Regions from separate parts of the Mus musculus genome. Here region 2 is linked to region 1. The links are chromatin contacts, called in public HiChIP or PLAC-seq maps. All regions are on one chromosome and are shown on one strand. Each heading gives the region's core, a stretch centred on a gene start, on an enhancer-like site or on the middle of the called end of the contact. The rest is flanking DNA. Distances are from core to core; before and after follow the strand shown.

Evidence for each region. HiChIP or PLAC-seq counts read pairs in DNA pulled down with a chosen protein or histone mark.
Region 2: a contact with region 1 is called in an H3K4me3 HiChIP or PLAC-seq map of embryonic forebrain, with 4 times the contacts expected there. The contact joins the promoter of Rassf10 here to the enhancer-like site in region 1. A contact is called at or near these places in 1 of 39 promoter capture datasets (embryonic stem cells), 1 of 484 Hi-C or Micro-C datasets (cortical neurons), 6 of 115 datasets of contacts at active chromatin or transcription factors (astrocytes, embryonic forebrain, embryonic midbrain and 3 more) and 1 of 9 other capture datasets (adipose tissue).

Annotation. Positions count from the first base shown.
Region 1 is chr7:112,387,127-112,394,325 of GRCm38.p6, reverse strand. It overlaps Micalcl (MICAL C-terminal like), which reads right to left. Exons shown (of 10, transcript NM_001381862.1): 5 at 2,969-3,060. Gm51494 (a long non-coding RNA gene) reads left to right here. Exons shown (of 3, transcript XR_003946861.1): 3 at 509-724. Among named protein-coding and RNA genes, the nearest start is that of Micalcl, 16 kb to the right of the region's middle. Within about 2 kb of position 4,040, at least 73 of the 459 cell types and tissues checked have an H3K27ac peak or open chromatin away from gene starts, as enhancers often do. A contact at or near this core is called in cortical neurons, embryonic forebrain and stem cell-derived neural progenitor cells, where this site is marked.
Region 2 is chr7:112,948,569-112,955,649 of GRCm38.p6, reverse strand. Rassf10 (Ras association (RalGDS/AF-6) domain family (N-terminal) member 10) reads right to left here and starts at 1,688. Exons shown (of 1, transcript NM_175279.3): 1 at 1-1,688. The coding sequence starts at 1,456.

The sequences.
Region 1 (7,199 bases), core at 2,791-5,290:
AGCAGCTGCAGCAGCAGTAGTATTATCTTTATTGAGACACAGTTTCACAGTATAGCCCTGATTGACTTGGAACTTACTATGCAGGACCAGGGTATTTTTGACTCAGAGATCTACCTGCCTTTGTCTCCCAAGAGTTCCATCTCAGGGATGAAACCTGTTCTAGAATTTCTAGAATCCTTTAGATGTTTGGGAGGAAACCTTGGCTTTTAGGGTCTACAACACGGATCTCTCATCTTTGTTTCCAGAGATAGCATGGGGGGGGGGGCCTCTAATAATCAGCGAGGATCTTTAGAGAAAGCCTGGACCAGGGTGAGAGGTACTGGGTCTCATGAATGCACTCTGCCCTGAGCTGATCTCACTCAGCCCACATGGAGATCCGGGTTGTTTATTTTACAAGCATCTCAGCAGCATCCATCACATGACCCCACGTTGTAAATTCTAGCATTTGTAGAGTGCTGTGTGCCAGACCACGAACTAATTACTTCATGGTGTCTCCTTTATTCCTCAGATGTTACATCCTTACAAATATGGACATCAAAATTCAGAAAGACAACCTGCCCAAATTGAAACAATTAGTAACGGGCAGAGTTCCGAACTGAGCCCAGGTGAGTATTTCTTCATAGGCAATATTGCCTTTCTTTACGCCACACCACGCCACGTACTGGCAATCAAGGACGTCCACTTTATGGTCCTATAGTCCTACAGAAGTGTCATTGTCCTCGAAATGGAGACAATTGAATGCAAATTCTGGTGTTCTGATTAATTTTTGGTCAACTTGATGCATGCTGGGACATCTGGGAAGAGGAAACCTCAATTGAGAAAAATGCTTCCAACAGATGCTCTGTAGGAGAGTCCGGAAGACATCTTCTTGATTGATGATTGACATAGGATAGGGTTCAGCTCACTGTGGGCAGACCCACTCCTCGGCAGCTGGTACTGGATTGTGTAAAATAATGGGCTGATCGAGCCATGGAGAGCAAGCCAGTGAGCAGTGTTCCTCCACGGCCTCTGCTTCAGTTCAGGTTGCTGCTTTTAGCTCTTGTCCTGACTGCCTTTCATGATGGACTGAAAGCTATAAGCTGAAACAAATCCTTTTCTCCCCAGGTTGGTTTTGGTCATGGTGTTCATCACAGCAAACTAGGACATCTGGAGAAGGGTAGACCACATCAGTGCTGTGCAGACTTCCAGAAGCAGACCCCTCCTCACAGGGTTCAGCTCAGTGACAGAGTGCTTGCTGAGCATGTGTGAGGTCCTCGATTTGATCCTCTGTGCACGTGTGCTCGTGTGTGTGCATGGGGATAGAAAGTCATTATTATCTTCAATTTAAAGCATGTTCTAGCAAATACTCAGGTACCCTTATACATGGGTTCTTTTATGTACTGCACAGGATGTTGCAGGAAGTCAAGTAAAGAAGATAAGGGCTGGGCAAGAAGAGAGTCAGCACGGGGGGTGGGGTGGGGGGGGGGAAGAACCAAGGATCAGCTGCCATAACTCCTATCTTCGGCATCCTGCTTCCGGCTTCCTGTGCATCTGAACAGGCTGTTGTGACCCTTGGCTGGGGACACATCTGAATGCAACCAACCAACCAACCAACCAACCAGAGAACCCAGAGGCCAAACACCTCCCTTCCCACTTGAAGACTTTCTGGAAGAGTGGGGCCCATCAGGAGGTGGCATGGTCATGCTTTACCACCGGGCACTCTGAAGTGACAACTGGCCATGTGCTAGGCCAGCGAGATGACAAGGAGCCGCTTGTGAGGTTCTTTTGGGACATTACGGCCTTGCTGCTTCCACAGGCCAGTGGCAGCTTATTCTTTCTCCAGGAGAGTAAAGAAAATGGAGGCGGGGATCTGTCTCATTTGAATACAGAATTAACACAGGGTCATTTGAGGGGATGAGGGGCAGTAAGGAGCCCCCAGAAGTCATGGTAACCTAATTCAGATATAAATCATTTCTCGTGAGGATTCAGTTAACTCAAGAAGCCCACAGTAAAAGAAATTCCGGCCCTCCTGTGTGTGTGTGTGTGTGTGTGTGTGTGTGTGTACACTCACTTGCTCACATGCACCTTAGAGAGATGGAGAACCCCACTCTGCCCCTTGACTCAAACTGAAGCCAAAGCTTCCCTGGCTAGATATGGAAAAGTGGAGTAAGGATGAGTAAATGTGGTTCTTCTTTTCCTTCACTAGACCTCTCTGGTCCAAAACTATAAGCAGCAGCAGGACCGTGAGCTGCTCCTCAGTCCGCCCCAGAAGCGTGTGAGGACCAGCCCTTCAACACTCCATTCCTTCTAGTCCGAGGGGACGAACTCCAGTCCCAAGTTGAAAAAACAACAGTGGGCTTCTGTGGCAAACGCATCTCTGTGTATTAGATATATAGACACATCTGCAGACACACAGCATTGTGTTTTCTCTACATTGGTATGAGAGATTTGGAAAGTGCTCTCCAGACACATTAGCATCCACTAAGCAAAGGTGGTGGCTGTCTTCCCGGTGGCATGCAGGCTGTTCTGTCCACAGTAGGTGTGCTGGTGCGTCCGCGTCTCTGTGCAATGCATGCTTCATTTCATAGCTTTGAATAGAATAAACATAACATTTTCCATGCAATCTGCCTCTAGTGCTTCTTAAATGAAGTTGTGCTTCCCTTGGGGAAATACACATCTGCTTGTTGAAAATTTTCAATGGTTTGCTTATTGGACCACATATTAAACCCACTTTAAGCACTGCATTTGCCAAATGGTTTTAAGTCAATATGTCTTTTTTCCCTTCCCTGACGTGTGCTGAGGTTTTTGTCTTTAAGAAGACAAATCTTGGGGGAGGGGTTCCAGACATAAAGGAGGGTACTCCTCAGATGCAGCATGGCCTGATCCTCCTGAGGGCTTCTGCAGCTGGAGCCCACATTGGCTCTGAAACCTGGATGGGTAAGGAGCCCCTGCCAGCGAAGGCACTGTATGGTGTTGCAAGTGATGGTACCTTTATCCTTAAGGAAAGCTGGGAGTCGGCTTCTTCCTCTGCAGAGGACGAGGTGGGAGAAGAGGTGGCTTCTGTCACTGGAGCTACAGGGTCTGAAACAAGAACCAGAGAACTCACCAAACTGCTGCCTCCTTCTCCTCCTTCCAGCCTCACAGCTGCCTCCTCCTCCCTCACCCCATTTGCTTCCTGCCGCCCACCCCTCATTGCACCTGCCAGGAGCTTGGGAAAGCAGTACCTCAGGGCCACTGAAAAGTTGGCCCTCCACGTTAATTACATTTCTGGATTCCTGCCAAGAGCTCTGCCTGGGCTCTTCTCACATTCAAAACAAAGCAAAGCAAAGCAAAACAAAACAAGGTATTATGCAGAAATCAAGGAAGTCCTTAAACACCCTTTACTGGGGCAAGATCCTTGCTTACATTGCTTTTGAATCCAAAATCTATTATGAAAATGCATATCTGAAGTTAGCTGGGTTACCTAACCGATGGGGTAAGGTTTGTTCTGCCTAGTAATTGAATGCAAAAAAAAAAAAAAAAGTCAGAGCCAGCTCTTAAACAAATCGCCCTTCTGCGGCCCACAGCATCTGGCACCCATTTTTACTACACGACATCTGCTCAGTGTAAAAGAGCTGGCGTCAGAATGTCTGGTCATAGAAAAAAAAATCCCAAATGTAATCAGAAGCAAAAGGACCCTAAGCCTAAGGATTTTATCACATAGCCTCATGCAACATAAATATTTCATTAATTATGGCTAAACAAATGCCACTTTTATTTTCCCAACTTGCAGATATTATCACATCATGGAAGGGATGATTCAAATGCCAGGAAAAAGCAGTTTAAGATAGGGACGGCCCAACAAAGCAGGGCCCGTGGGGCAGCTAAAACTGAGGAGCCATGCCAAGCTCCAAACATGAACTGGATGGCCCAGCACCGAAACACACCCATGTTGACCAAACACCTTTTTGTGATCTGGCTGGGAACCAGGTGTGGTGGGGGCTTCCAGGTGCCACAGGAGACTTTCGGTTTTCCCAGCAAGAACATCTGCCCCTGCACATACACCTGATGGAGTTTATGTTAATACCAGGATTAACCCGTGCTGTGCTGCTCGCTGCACAGCAGAACCAGCTAGAACTTAGTCACGGGAAGGGATGCTACAGTGGCAGCTTGTGTCTGCATAGAACTGTGGGGTGGGTGGGGAGAAAGGAGGGAAGTAATTCCAAGTCAGCTAACATCCTCTCCAGCCTCCCTATAATTTTCAACTATTCACCCCAGTGGGAGCAGCCAAGTGTTACAAAATAAGGGTAATTTTAACCTCCAGCGACACATTTACATACGCTGTTATTCAGAGCAAAATAATACAAAACATGCATCTAACAACCCAGCCTCTCAGGGGAGGGAGTTTGCTGTTTTCCACTTTAATTTGCCAGATGGGAAAGCTCAGGTAAAGATAGAATCAGAGAGTGGCATCACGGCAGGAGGAGGCTGTGTTCTCTTTGGGCAGAGATGCATCTTTGCTTCCAGCCACTAAATTACGGGGTGGGGGTGGGGCCAGAGCCACTGAGTGCTCCCTGAGTGTAGGAGCTTGAGGAACTGACTTTATACCCTGCTGCCATGATTCCTATGTGCAGAATTACTGTGGAAGAGCAAAGACAATCAGTCCAAGGTCTGAACGGTACCTGGTATATGAGCTATTGGTAGCTATTGGGAATGGTTTTGCTGTGACTAAATATCTGATATGGAGTCACTTAAGGGCTGGAGATCAGCTGACATAGCATTTGTTTAGCATGCAGGAGGCTCTGCCTTAGATCCCCAGCACTGTCCTTGAGAGTGTGTGTGTGTGGGGGGGAGTATAGGATGACCACAAGTTCAAGGTCATTTTTGGCTACACGGGGGTGGGGTGGAGGGGTGGGATGGGGGTGGCGAAGTGGTGGTAGTGTTTGAAGTCAGTCCAGATGAGAGTACCTCAAAAAAAGAAAGAAAGAAAAAAAAGAAAGAAAGGAAGAAAGAAAGAAAAGAAAAGAAAAGAAGAAGAAAAGAAAAAAGAAAAAGCAATTTGAGGGAAGAAGGGTTGTTTTGGCTGACAGTTTGAGGATACTGTCCATTGTGGCAAGAAAGGTGTGTTGTGGAAGGCTGCTCGCTCTCTCACCTCTGAGTGTGTCAGGAGCAGAGAGAGATGAATGCTGTCACACACTCCTTGTTAGTCCCTTTCAGCTCTCTAGCTCAGCCCACTGACAGTCCACATTCAGGGTAGGTCTTTGTTCCTCAGCTGACCCTCTCTAGAAACATCCTTGTAGGTGACCCAAAGGTGAGTCTCCTTGGCGGTTCTACACCTAGTCAAATTGACTATGAACCCTTAGTGTCATAATTCTCTTCACCGCCTTCATTGTTATCATCCACTCAACAATACTTTCATGTTGCTAAAACTGCCTGATTGACCTTTATTTATGGGAGACATGTAAGTGCCGAGTTGCAACTTTCCTAGTTTCAAAAAGTAAAGAACGGATGCTAACCATAACGTTACCTCTTCCACCTCATAGTTTCATGCCATCAAGTCTCTCCTCTGTCATGAGAGTGCCAACTATGCTGAAGTTCACTTTTCATTTGTATTTTATGTTTGAGTGACCGATTTTGGAGTTGACCTCCCACCAGAAAGCAGGAGAATTCAGGACAAAATATGCAAAGCATCTTTTCCCAGATATTAACCAACAGGCAGCAGAGAAGAATGTAAAAGATAAGAGTAGAAAACCACACAGGAAGTCCAATGGCCGCCAATGCTTTCTGCCCTGAGGTCCTTTCCTAACCACAGACAGAAAGGAAGAACCCAAACAGTCCATAGTAGGTTCACTGAGTTGAAAGGCAGTTCAGAGTTTGGTCGGGCAGAGGCAGCAGCACTGTGTAAGATGGAGCCCTGGAGAGGAGGGAATGCTGGGAAATAACTTTAGAAATCAGTGTAAAAGTGCATGTGTGGCTTAATAGGAGTCCAAAGATGCAGAAAAAGAAGGCCCCTGGTTGGGGGTGGGGATGGAACTGCAGAGCCGTGGCCCGCTCAGCAGTCTCTAGAGCAGAGGTTTTCAACCTTCCTAATGCTGTGACCCTTCAATACCGAGCTCATGCTGTGGTGACCTCAACTGTAAAGTTATTTCATTGCTACTTCCTAGCTATAATTTTGCTACCGTTATAAATCGCAATGTAAATATTTTTGAAGATAGAGAGCTGACCAAGAGGTCATGACCCACAGGTTGAGAGCCACTGCTCTGATGCTTTCACAGACGGGCAATGTTCAGATTGTCCTTTGAGTGTGTAGTGTCCAACACACACTTGGGTGCTAGTAGAGACCACAGGGAACTTTGACTGTATTATCAGGGATAGACTAGTGGTAGAGTAACACGTATCATAGACACACCTAGGAAGCATAAAGGTAAGCCTTGGAAGGAACAGAGTGATTTTAACATTATTTACTGCTTTTTGATCATTCTTTATTCCTCATTTAACATTAAAAAATTAAAACCTCCTAAGCACTTTTCAGTATAATGTTCATAAAGGCTATCAGTCGGTAAACGATGACTAGGTACACACACACACACACACACACACACACACACATAAACACACACACACATAAACACACACACACAGAGAGGGGCACACACGTTAGTCTGATAAGCAAGAGAAAAATTCATCAATAAAAACAGACCCAGAAATGACTGATATAGTAAAATTAACAGTCAAGTATTTAAAATTATCATAAACATGCTGAATAAGTTTAAAAAGTATTCTACCAAACAACACTGAGAATTAATAATTTAGCAAAGTAGTAGTATATAAAATTAACATTACTACGATTAACTTTTTTTCCTCTTTTCTTCCTTTCATTTTTTTCTCTCCCCTCCTCTTCCCTTGCTTTACTTACCCTCCTCCCTCCTTTCCCTTCCTCTTTTCCCTCCTTCCCTCCTCAGCCTCCCTCTCTTCCTTCCTTTGGCTTGGTGCTGAGAATTGAGCCCAAGGAATTTTACACGTTCAGCTTGAGTTCTATTGCAGGGCCACATCCTCAGCTCCAGTCAGGAGCATTCTGTCAAGTCACATGGAACAATATGAAAGAAATTACAGAACCTCACTCATAGACATGGAGAATCTAATCAAATGCAGGTCACCAGAACTAGCAGGTGATGATGGCGGCTGGGGAGATGTTCAAAGGATAGGAAATTTCAGTTCAATAGAATCAATATTAAGAGATC
Region 2 (7,081 bases), core at 439-2,938, 560 kb before region 1:
CTGAGTCCTCATCGTTGCCCGGGCAACTCTTAGCCAGTCCCCGGGCCTGGTCTACCCACATTTCTGCACAGGTCTGAGGCTGAGGTTCGCGAGAGGGTCCGCTGGAACCCAGAGCCCCATCATGCACCACCGTCTGCTCAAAAGTGTGCAAACTCTGGAGAAGGCCCTGAAGCTCGCGCTCCTTAATGTCCCTCTGCTGCTGGCTGTAATCCAAGTCCGCCTTGACGGCCTCCAGGTCCGTGCTGAGCCTCAGCCCGATGTAAAGGCTGGTGCTGAGCTGCGTCCTGACCCGCTCCTGCTCCAGCAGCAGCTCGCCATCCGGACCACCATCGGGCTCTAGGGACTCCTCTCGAGCCGCCAGCTCCTCATTGCGCCGCTGCATCCAGCGCTGGTTCAGTTCCTCCTGGATCTCGGCGGACAGGCGCTCTAGCAACTCCTCCTGCTGGGCGCGCTCCTCCTGCAGCCGCACCAGGTCGTCACAGCGCCTGGCCAGCTCCTCCAACGCTGCCGCCTGCGCCTCGCTGTCCAGGGGTGCCGCCGGTTCTGTCCCCTTCTCCTCCAGTGTCGCATCTTCCGGCTCCCCTTCAGGAGTTTGTCCGTCCAGGTCGATGCCGGCCCCCACTAGATAGGTATCCTGCACGTAGTTGACTCCGTGCCTCCGCATGCGGTCTAGGTGCACCTTGGCTTCGTAGCGGTCTATCTCGCGGTCCAGCTCCCGGAGCCGCTGCACCTGCTGGCGAATCGTGTGGTCCTGCGACAGCACCAGATGCACCAGCGTCTCCATACGTTCTACCGACGCGCTCTCGTGGGTCCGAGCAGACGACGAGCAGGACGAGGCGGTGGACGACGACGTGGACGAACAAGGTGACGACGGCTGCTGCTGGCGCCTCCGGTTGAGCTTGGCCAGTTTGCGGAAGGCCTTGCGTACCACCCGCCGCTGCTTCTCCTGGGTCAAGGCCAGGCTGGGCCGTGCTGGGGCGCCCCGGGCCAAGCAGGGGCGCTCGCGGCTGAGCACTACCCGCGCCTCGGCGCTGCGCGGTCCGGCGTTGGGCAGCGACGCTTCGCTGCGCACCAGCACGAAGCGTACATTCTCCTGCTCGTCGCCCCAAGCAGTCCAGAGGCGCAAGATCCGCGTCTTGTTGGGCAGGATGCGCTCAAAGCCGCGCCACTTCTCCACAATGCAATAGCACTGCGGGGGCCCACATAGCATGCCCGGGGGCATCGCGTCGTCGTCATCCTCGTCGTTTTCGTCCGGGGGCTCGGGCAGCTCCAACTGGCCCGAAGGGTCTTCCGTCAAGCCCCGTCGCTGGCCCCGCCGCTGCCTGCAGCGCCGCCGGCAGCCGTCCTCCAAAAGCACCCGCACCACGTCCGAGCAGGTGGTGCGGCGGGAGAGGCCGGACACCAGCTTCTCCTCCTGGCAGATCCACACCGATATCTTCTTCTCCGAAGGATCCATGGCGCAACCGGGACGTGAGGAGCAAGTCCGGCTAGGTGCAATTAGGGCAGCAGGGCCAGCGCGGGCAACCTGGCAGCTCCCGAACTGCAGTAGAATCCGTGACCCTGTCTCCGGCCTCACTAGCCTTTCTCCCGGACTATGTACTGAAATCGGGCAGCGGCTGCTTTCGGCTCGGACGGCGGACTCTCCCAAAGCAGCACGCCGGGGCTCAGGTTCCAGCGGCTCTGGCTCTGCCCGCGGTGCCCGAGGCCTCCGGGTTTTGCTCCTCCCCACCTGGCTCCACCTCTTCCCGCCCCCCAGCGCCCTGAGCCGCTGCTGAGAGCACCGCAGGCGGGGCGCCCAAACTCGCCCCTCCCAGCCCTGCGGACGGGTCTGCCCCTGGCTCAGGTTACTGGCGTCCAGTTCCTAGTTTTTTCCACTCAGAGCAAAGATGGACTCCCGGGACCTTTCTGATACAAGGCCTGGAGCCTTCACCTCTAGGCATCAGCTCTGCGCCTGGAGCCCGCACCTCTGCGCCTCCCTGGGCTCAGCTACGCCTTGCCTCTAGACTTGGTTGGAAACACCTTAACCCGATGTGCGTGGTCTTGTGCCTTCTGTACAATGCACTTTGCACAGACGGGGAAACTGAGGCACCTAACAGTTTCTACTAGAGACGTTGTGATCCACTACCTGACCAGCTCACCTTTGTAAGCGCTGCCTCTAAACCTTCCAGTCTTCCTCAACCACAGTGGGGTCCATGATCAGATTTGCAATGATCTAAGGGTGGTACCCAATTCCCCATAGGTCAGATCTGTAGGTCCCCACTTTGCCCCTCCACTTCCCACAGCCTTGTTGACAGAGAAGTCAGGGCCAAACCTAAATTGATCACCAGTCCTGACTCCAAAGGGGAAACCGAGGCTATTACTATGACTGTTCCCATTGCATCTAAATGTCGTCTGGAAGTGATGAGAATCAAGTATCAGAACAGAAGAAATTCAAAGCCACTCTAATCGAAGCTTAAAACCCTCTCAGTGAAAGGCTTGTCCAGGGAAGCCCAGATCTGACAGCTCACTCCCCTGCCTCAAGACCTTGGATGTCTCATTATTTCTTGGAAAGTGCTTTGGTCGATTGAATGATTCCTTCCTGGAACATTTGCTGGGTTCCCACTGTGCTCTAAGTCCAGTGCAAGTGGTGTGATGATGAGCAAGCCTCCTGGCCTGCCAGCAGCTCACCATAGCTCAAGAGACATTTCCAATCAGTCTGGCGGTTCCTCAGAAAACTGGACATAGTACTACCGGAGGATCCAGCAATACCTCTCCTGGGCATATATCCAGAAGATGCCCCAACAGGTAAGAAGGACACATGCTCCACTATGTTCATAGCAGCCTTATTTATAATAGCCAGAAGCTGGAAAGAACCTAGATGCCCCTCAACAGAGGAATGGATACAGAAAATGTGGTACATCTACACAATGGAGTACTACTCAGCTATTAAAAAGAATGAATTTATGAAATTCCTAGCCAAATGGATGGACCTGGAGGGCATCATCCTGAGTGAGGTAACACATTCACAAAGAAACTCACACAATATGTATTCACTGATAAGTGGATATTAGCCCCAAACCTAGGATACCCAAGATATAAGATATAATTTGCTAAACACATGAAACTCAAGGAGAATGAAGACTGAAGTGTGGACACTATGCCCCTCCTTAGATTTGGGAACAAAACACCCATGGAAGGAGTTACAGAGACGGAGTTTGGAGCTGAGATGAAAGGATGGACCATGTAGAGACTGCCATAGCCAGGGATCCACCCCATAATCAGCATCCAAACGCTGACACCATTGCATACACTAGCAAGATTTTATTGAAAGGACGCAGATGTAGCTGTCTCTTGTGAGACTATGCCGGGGCCCAGCAAACACAGAAGTGGATGCTCACAGTCAGCTAATGGATGGATCATAGGGCTCCCAATGGAGGAGCTAGAGAAAGTAGCCAAGGAGCTAAAGGGATCTGCAACCCTATAGGTGGAACAACATTATGAGCTAACCAGTACCCCGGAGCTCTTGACTCTAGCTGCATATATATCAAAAGATGGCCTAGTCGGCCATCACTGGAAAGAGAGGCCCATTGGACTTACAAACTTTATATGCCCCAGTACAGGGGAATACCAGGGCCAAAAAGGGGGAGTGGGTGGGCAGGGGAGTGGGGGTGGGTGGATATGGGGGACTTTTGGTATAGCATTGGAAATGTAAATGAGTTAAATACCTAATAAAAAATGGAAAAAAAAATAAAAAATAAAAAGAAAAAAAAATAAAAATAAAAATACACAAGTAAGAAATTAAAAAAAAAAAAAAAAAAAAGAGACATTTCCAGTACCAGGCAAACACAATACCTTGTGTTTCTGACCAGGGAAGTCACCATGTAGTAAGAGAGCATGCCTGGACGCTGCTTGGCAGCCTGGACCCCATCTGGGAGAATCTGCAAAGGCTCCCTTCCCATCAAGGGTACCATCTGAGGCAAGAGAAAAAAAAAAAAAGAACCATTTGGGACTGCCAAAGGACTAAGAGATGGGGTACATTGCAGGCAGAGGAATCAGATGTTCAAACTCAAAAGAATCAAGAGAACATGGCAGTCACCGGGCCACACAGAGTTACATGAAGAAGAATCTGCCAAAGATAAGCTAAAAGGACCAGGTCAGGAAGGGTCCTTAATTCCATGCATACGCTTTCAAATGTATCCGAAGCATAGTCAGACACTGGAGGTTTACACTGAATGCTTTTACTTATCGTGACCTTAAGGAAAATATGTAATACTTCTGAATCGTATCTGTAAAGTGGTGATACTTTAAGAAGTAACTGCTATAAGGATTAAATATCAGGTCCTGGTAAGTGTATAGCAGAAGTTTTCATTGAAAGGTTAGAAAGCTGGGAGGTATGAGCTTTTCATTGCTATAAAATGGATTGCCATGAAGTTAGTAGCTGAAAGCAACACTCACACATGATTGCACTCTTCTGAGGTCTCAGGTTGTACTTGTCTTGGCTACACGGAGTGTCCCAGGTTAAAGATAGGGTGTTTCTGCTGGTAGAGTTTGGGATGGAGAGGGACACCACTTCAAACCCACTCGGATGTGTTTCCAGAAACCACTTCACTTCCATTGTGGCACTGAAGTCCCCATCTTCTTGGTGACCTTCATTAGAACCTCTCTCAGCCTCTTATAGATTCTTCCCATGTGTAAGTGTCTGCCCCATTGAAAGCAGTAATGGCAGGTCAGAACCACCCAGTCCTCTTGGCATCTTATCATCCTGGCATCATCCTTTGCTAACAGTGAGAGAAAAATCTGCTTGTAAAAGGTTGGCTTCATCAGGCAGACCCACCTGGAGAAACTATATTAAGGTCGACTGATTAGTCACTGCGCCGGCTAGATTTATGTCAACTTGACACAGGATAAAGTCATCAGAGAGGAGGGAGTCTCAATTGAGAAAATGTCTCTATAAGATTGGATTGTAGGAGGCTTGTAGGGCATTTTCGTAATTTTTGATTGACGGGGTAGGGCCCGGCCCATTGTGGGTGGGGCCATTCCTCTGCAGGTGGTCCAGGGTTCTAAAAGAAAGCTGGCTGAGCAGACAGACCATAGGGAGTAGGCAAGCAGCACTCCTTCATGGCCCCTGCATCAGCTCCCCACTCCATATTCCTGCCTGGCTCGAGTTCCTGGCCTCAGTGTTTCAGATGGTGAGCTTAATATGGAACTGTGAGTGAGATAAACCTTTTTCTTCCCAAGTTGCTTTTGCCATGGTTTTTCATCACAGCAAAGAGACCTTAAAACAGTCACCATAACTATATCTACACACTTGGATTGTGTGATGTCACGGACGCCAGAGCAATGACCAGAGTGGAGGAAGTAGAGAACCATGGGCCTGCTTGAGACACTTCCCACTGTGGGGCTTAATCACGTAGTCAGACCTTCACTTTTGAACCATCGTACTGTATGGGACCACAGGGCCGGGAGGAGTGGAGTGACAGGCTAGACGGCCCTTAAAAGAATGTCCTACTCAGCCCAGTGGTGATGGTGCACGGCTTTAATCTCAGAGCTCAGGAGGCAGAGGCAGGTGGATCTCTGTGGAGTTCAAGGCCAGCCTAGTCAACAGAGCAAGTTCCAGGACAGAGAAACCCTGCCCCCCCTCCCAAAAAAAAAACCCCACTCATGAAAAGAAGAGATGGTGGGCTCTGTTGCCTATAAAAAAAGAAAGACATTTGTGCATGGTCATGTAGCAGTATTTCTAAGTGTGGGTTCTAGAGGTCATCCCAACTGCATTTGCATTGAGGGGAACTCTCCTGTCCTTTCACTCAGCAGTAGTAAGTATCTGAAGTAAATGACTCCAACCCTCTAAGCAGGCAAGCAGGCAATGGTTCTAGAAGCAGCACACTCCAGCTGAGCACCTTCTAACTCAATCTCATTCTGATGCTGTCTCTCTGGAGAGCTCAGTCCCTAAGACTGCCCCCTACCCCACCTCAGACAACAGCTACAAGCCCAGGCTTGAACTGAGGGTCAAATGGAGGGGTGCAGGGCAAGATGGAGGAGGAGGAGTGGAGTGCTACCGTGTCGCTCTCCAGGGACCTCCATTTATTCAGCTGTCCAAAGTTCACCAACTTGATTGTTTGGGGAAGTCCTGTCGTTAGATAGGCGTGATGGATGAAGGCAATGGGCTCTGATGGCCAACTTAAACTTCGGCTTTTCTTCCCTCCCAGGAGGCTGAGGAACGGGAATTGAGACTGCAGCCCTCTAAGTCTGAGACCCACCCGGTATCCATTCTAGAGGCTTCCCAAAGCATCATCTCTCATGGGCTCCCCCAAAACAAAAGCTCGTCTGCCGCTGTCTTCACTCTGGAGCTGCCATCAAGAACCAAGGACAAAAGACCAAATGTCTGCCCCCAAAATGCCCTTTTTGCTCTAAATCGTTTAGGAAATTACAAGACTACAATGGCTCAAAGCCAGGAGCTGGTAAGCAAGAAGAAGTATGTGCAGTCACGAACTGCATAATGACATTCCTGCCAAGGACAGACCACATATAGGGTAGTGGTCCCATAAGAGCAGAATGGGGGAGCTCAAAGATTCCTGTTGCCTAGAGATGCTGTAGCCATCCGCATATCACCACACACTATGTGGGTCACATGTTGATGTAAACAAGTCTGCCGGCACTATAAAAGCAAACCCCATACAGTTACTACTGGATAATGGAAATTAAGAACTGTATTTGCTTTGCATTTATGGTTTGTGTTCTTAGTATACTGCACTCTTGATTGTTAGTTTAGAGTGAACTTGTACTTACAAAAACACAGTTGGCAACAGAACAGCACACTGCCTTGTGCAAGCAGCAGCTCAGACAGCTGTTTACCATATCAGTCCACTGCAAGGCTTTCGTCTATGTTTGTTTGTTTGTTTGTTTTTTTATATCTTGTGTGGTTTTTATCTACCATGATCCTAGCAGCAGCCATAGGTGTGTGTGTGTGTGTGTGTGTGTGTGTGTGTGTGTGTGTGTGTGTGTGTGTGTGTGTGTATCTATGTGTGTCATCAGCTATACCATCTAGGTTATGTGAGTATACTCTGCAATGTTTGCCCAACGACTGACTTATGTGCTGCCACAT